2 separate regions of the Muntiacus reevesi genome follow, and region 1 is linked to region 2. The links are chromatin contacts, called in public Hi-C maps. All regions are on one chromosome and are shown on one strand. Each heading gives the region's core, a stretch centred on a gene start, on an enhancer-like site or on the middle of the called end of the contact. The rest is flanking DNA. Distances are from core to core; before and after follow the strand shown. Region 1 holds the start of ZMYM3 (zinc finger MYM-type containing 3). Region 2 holds the start of FOXO4 (forkhead box O4).

Region 1 (2,700 bases), core at 60-2,559, 140 kb after region 2:
TAACCCCTCCCCCCCAGTTATCTTTCAGGGTCGCCCACTTCCTCAAGCCCAGTCCCCCTTTCCTATTGCTCCCCTGGTCCTTCTTCTCCTGTTGCCCACCCCCCACCGCAGGCATTTACAGGAAGACATTTTGGAGCTACGGTCTCTCTTCAGACCCCCCTCCCGGCTACTGCAAGCTCCTGCCTGCAGGTTCGGTTCGGCTTAGTCAGGCCCGACCCCTACCTGCGGCAGGGTTAGTGTAACCGTTACAAGCCTAGAACTGCAGTCAGCGACGGCCCCGCGCTCCTTCTCCACCTCCCTCCCTAGCAGCCGGGACAGGGGTCGCGGCCCCTTTAAATGGCAGCGCCGCTCACGGAGCCCAGCGCTATGCACCAGGCGGGCGGGCGGCGTCAGCAACCAACCCCATTGGCTGGCTCAAGGAGGGGGCTCGCGAGACAGCGCCGGCCCCCGGCGCGAGACTCCCAGCCCAACGGACGCCTGGAAATTGCGGAGTGGAACCTCGGCACTGGAGATGGAGTTTGAGCCCCCGCCCGGGGCCCCGTTAGTTGAGGAAAAGCTAACCTCCGGAGCTTGGAAGCCCGCCCCTGGGGAAGGAGGCACCCCCTTTTCCACCAAAGGGCCGAGTACACTAGCCCACAAAAAACAAATCTACGCACCTGCTTCCCTTACCTGGCTCAAGAGTCTGGCCCCTCCGTCAACACCCGTGCCCGCCCTACCTCCTGGAGCCCACTCTACCCGTGATCCCCTCCTCTCATTCAAATGGTTCCCGGTCCCCTCCCCCTCCTCGTGTCGCTCTCCGCTTCCCACTCGTGTTCAACCCCCTGGCGTCCGCCCCCCTCAACAGTCCCTACCTACGCCATGCAGCAGGCGCCTGCCAAGATTACCCTCCCCCCAACCCCACCTCTCCGGAGCCCGCCCCCTGGGCGACTGTTGGGGTAATGAGTGACAGCGGAGGGTGGGGGGAGGCAGGGACCCAGCCCTCACGTGCCCCTCCTCCTCTTGTCTGCAGCCTCGGGCCCTCCTAACCATTTTGAGACTCAGAGTTGTGGGGTGTCTTAAGCCTGGTCTCCAGCCACCCAGGGCGGGTTAAATGGCTCTGGCTCAGTGACAACGCCTATGCAGTAACCGTTACTGCCTGGTGACCCCAAAACCAGGTCCTGCAAAGACACTCCCCCACTCCTTCCACGGTCTTAGGGTAAGTTCTGGGATCTTCTCCCTGAGTCTTCCCTCAAGAGCCCCCTGAGTTATCTCTTCAGTAGTTTTCCTCACCGAGGCCGACAGATTTTCTTCCTCCTTTCTCTCTGTTTCTCCCTCCTTTCTGTCCTTGTCCCCCACCCCCCACCCCCACCGCGCGCACTCTCTCCCCCAGTCTCTTTTTTGTCTCTGTCTCTCTGTCTCTCTTAGGCACGAGCACGCACGCGCGCGCACACACACACACACACACACACAACACACACTCCCCCCCCCCCCCCCCCCACACACACAACACACACTCCCCCTCCTGGATGGTCCTTAGCATGTGGGTGTGGCTGGGGTTGAAGCTAGAGAAGTAGAGTAGGGGGAGGGGGTATTAGCACTAGGCCTACAGGCTTAAAAAAAAAAATGCGTGCCAGGATCCATTCCCAGCCCTCAATAGAGTTAGAGCACTTTACAATCCCCGCTCTCCACTTCCCCTCTCCGACCTCTAAGGGCTGGAGAGTATTTAGTATTCTGAGATACTAGAAGAGGCTCGGGCTGGAAGGGAGTCCCGACACATTTTTAGGTTTGGTGTCCAGTTCCTGCTCTGGCCTGCCTCTTTGCTCTGGGCCTTTCTTCCTTCCCACGCTAAGCCTCTCCTAGCCTTGTAGTCCTCCGGAGTCTTATCCAGCCTTGCCGCATTCACTTTTTCAGAAACCTTATCCTTCCTGGCTCCCCTCATGGCCTTGAGGTTATCTTTGCTCTCTCCTATACACAGAGATAAAAGCAAGAATTTTTCCCCTTTAGCTTTCCCAAACCCAGCTTTCTCTTTATCTTAACCAGTATACTGTGTAACCATCTCTCACTTTCTTCTTATTTCTCTGTCCCTGTACCTCCTTTTTGCATTTTCAGTTTGTTCCATCTCAGTTGGGCCACCTTGTTCTTTTGTGTTGCCAGCCCTTCTCAACACATGCTTGGATCTTTGGCTGCTCTGGTTGTGATCCTTGTGCCTGGTTTCAAGTTGAGAGGAGACAATCTAAAGGGGGTTGATGGTGTATTCAGAGGTATTGTGTGTGGGTTCTGGAGGCAGACCAGAACTCTAATCTCAACTCTGCCTTCTTTTTAGCCAGTTGCCTTTGGATACATCACTTGTTAAGTCAGTAGGTCTTATTTTTCTCATCTTTAAAACAGAGATAAGAAAACAATCTAAATCTACAATAGGGGACTGGTCAAATCAACTTTGGTTATATTCATACAATAAATGTAATCATTAACAAACACATTTTTGAAAAAAATAATGATGTGGAGCACAGAGGATTTTTAAGGCAGTGAAACTATTCTGCATGATTCTGTAATGGTGAATACATGTTTGTGACATATTAGAACTCATAGAATGTACAACAAAAGTGAACTCTTACCTGAAGTGTGGGTTTTGAATGATATTAATGTGTCATCTTCTGCCACCCTTTTCTCCTTTTGCCTTTAATCTTTCCCAGCATCAGGGTCTTTTCCAATGGGTGGCAG
Region 2 (2,818 bases), core at 42-2,541:
TTGTCTGTAAAATGGGCATAACAGGGGTATCTACCTCAGAGATGATTTGAGGAGTAAAGGAACTAATGTACATAAAGCAATCAGCACAGCGCCAGGCACATAATAAGTGCTCCATAAATTTTAATTGTTATTACCAGGAGTGTTTCTTAGAAAAGTTATTTTGTTGACAACAAAGAACATAAACAGCAGTTGGGAAAAACTTCATGGTAGGAGGTCAGTTTAAGGCGATACTGCAATTTAATCCACTGATAAATAAGATCTTGAACTGGGATTTGGATGTGGGAGGTTAGGGATATGAAAAGATGAAGGATAAGTCTAGCTTAGGAGACTGGGTACATTAGGACAACTATTAACCAAATTCAGAGATAAGAGTATCAGGAGGATAGGGATGTGGGTGCAGGAACAGATAATGAGTTCTGTTTGGAACCTGTTGAATGAAAAGTGAAGCCGCCGAGGATGGGAACCTGGAGAACATCAATATTTGAGGAGAGGCCAGAAGAATCAGTGGAAAAAACTGATTGGTCAGCAACCGCACTATCGGTGGGAACTGCGTATGCGGAGTGGAGGGCGGTGGGGGAGACACTACGATCAGCTAACCACTCGTTTATGTTCCCCAAGCCCTCTGACCAACTCCTCAACATTAAAACAACTCTATTTCCTCGTTAGTTCTTTGCTTCTTGCTTTTCTGTTTTCTGCTTCTTGAGAGACCGCATTTTTTTTTTTTTCCGTTTGCCCTCTTCTGACGGAAAGAGGGAACGATCTAGCATCTCTCCACACGCTCATCTAGCGATCCTGAATCTCTAGGGAGGAGGGAGGAAGGGGGTGGGAGGAGGAAAATGATTTTTAACGAAAAGAAAAAGTCCGAGACCACCTCTAATAATAATCATAATTAATGTTCCCCCTCTCTATATCCTGCCACGCCGCTCTCCTGCCGCCCTGATCGGGCTGACCGCGAAGTAGGACGGGAGATGTAGTCCCCATGCCGGACCAGGGTGGCACGACTAGAGAACTCGGTTTCCCAACCCGCTCTCCAGGCGCGTGCGCAGATGGCTGCCCTGGCGAGTGGTAAACAGAGACGTCAGGCGGGGGCCGCTGCTTGGAGCAAAACAAAAGGGAAACCCGGGGGGCGGGGGGTGGGGGGTTTGATAGGGGGATTGGTGCGGGAATTCGAGAGGCTGGGGCCGCGGAGACCTGGACCCGATAAAGAGGGGGGAGAGGGGAAAGGCGGGGGGAGAGGGAGTCAGGGGAGGGGCAAGTGACGCGAGGGAGCGGGGCGTGGGGGAGGGCAGTGATCCGGGTGGAGGAAATTCAGGAGGAGTGTCCGGGGGGCAGCAACTTAAAAGGGGGAGGGAACTGCGGCTAAAGAGGCGTTCTGTGATGGGAGAAAGATTTGTGAGGGGATACGGAGCCTCGGGTTTAAAAGAGCAGGAAGCTGAGAGGTTAGGAGAAAAGTGCCTTCGCTAGGCGGAGGTTACAGGTGGTGTCTCAGAAAGAGCTCCGAGGCTGCAGCCGCAGAGAAGAGACGGAGAACTGTGTGCAAGGGACAGCTTAGGAGCAAGCATCCAGGGGTGAGGGGAAGTTCGAGACTTTCTGAGGACTGGCAGGAATGTGCCCCCTGGCCCTCGTTGCTTCCCCCCTGAGGGGAGGCATCGCTAGGGACTGTGGCAGGCTCCTCTGAACGCTGAGCGGCGGAGGTCCAACTTCACGTATGGATCCAGTAAATGAGAATTCAGCCAGAGAGGCTGCCGCGATCGTAGACCTCGATCCCGACTTCGAACCCCAGAGCCGTCCCCGCTCCTGCACCTGGCCCCTTCCCCGACCAGAGCTCGCTCCCGAGCCGTCCGAGCCGTCCGAGGTGGAGCCAGGTCTGGGAGAGAAGGTACACCCGGAGGGGCGCTCGGACGGGCGCACCCAGCCGACCCTGTTGCCCTCCAGGCTCCCAGACTCGGCAGGGGCTCCCCAGCCCGGGATCCTGGGGGCTGTAACAGGTCCTCGGAAGGGAGGCTCCCGCCGGAATGCCTGGGGAAATCAGTCATATGCAGAACTCATCAGCCAGGCCATTGAAAGCGCCCCCGAGAAGCGACTGACACTGGCCCAGATCTATGAGTGGATGGTCCGCACGGTGCCCTACTTCAAGGACAAGGGTGACAGCAACAGCTCAGCAGGATGGAAGGTAACTATGATCCCCCTCAATACCTGTCTGCTCCTGGTTCCCACCGGTCTCCTTACTTCTACTCTGCCTCCCCTTTTACACCCCTACCCCAGAGATCCACCTTCTGCTGTCAATTAGACAAGCGTTTACTTAGGACATAGTATATGCTGCTAGGTGCTTGATGCTGAAGGATCACAATGAATAAGACATTGTCCTTGCCCTGGAGAAAACTGAATTCTCTGCTCACTGCTCAACACTCCCAGCACTTTGGCTTGGGCTGCCCAAAACACTTATCCCCACAGAGAAGTCTTTATCCTATGTACAGCGGGAACTGTGTGGATTCCCTGCAGGAACCTAGCCTTCCCTCCTCCCCCATCTCCCACCCCAACACCTTTTCTCCCATTCCTGTGGGATTACTTGGATTCCCTGCTTGCCTCCCAGGACCTCAGGGTAGAAGTACTGTTCTAGGATTCTGCTACCCAAGAAGATGGAATGAAGTGGCGAAAGGTAAAGAGTGATACCCCCGTGGGAAGGAAGTGGATCTGACGCACTAAGAGGAAAAAAAAGGAGGGGCTGCCTCAGTTTACCCTATATAATGCTGAGAAACTCTCCCTAGTCAGGGGCTATCCAAATTGAGGGGGGAAGTTTTCATTTGCTGTTGAGGAA

The links. A called contact is a pair of places that touch in the nucleus more often than the background predicts.
Region 1: a Hi-C map of muscle shows a contact between it and region 2, with 3 times the contacts expected there. The contact joins the promoter of ZMYM3 here to the promoter of FOXO4 in region 2. A contact is called at or near these places in 2 of 3 Hi-C or Micro-C datasets (blood and muscle).

What each region holds. Positions count from the first base shown.
Region 1 is chrX:61,978,883-61,981,582 of mMunRee1.1, forward strand. ZMYM3 (zinc finger MYM-type containing 3) reads right to left here and starts at 1,310. Exons shown (of 25, transcript XM_065916940.1): 1 at 1,270-1,310. NONO (non-POU domain containing octamer binding) reads left to right here and starts at 1,046. Exons shown (of 11, transcript XM_065916950.1): 1 at 1,046-1,195.
Region 2 is chrX:61,841,176-61,843,993 of mMunRee1.1, forward strand. It overlaps FOXO4 (forkhead box O4), which reads left to right and starts at 1,292. Exons shown (of 4, transcript XM_065916172.1): 1 at 1,292-2,173. The coding sequence starts at 1,709.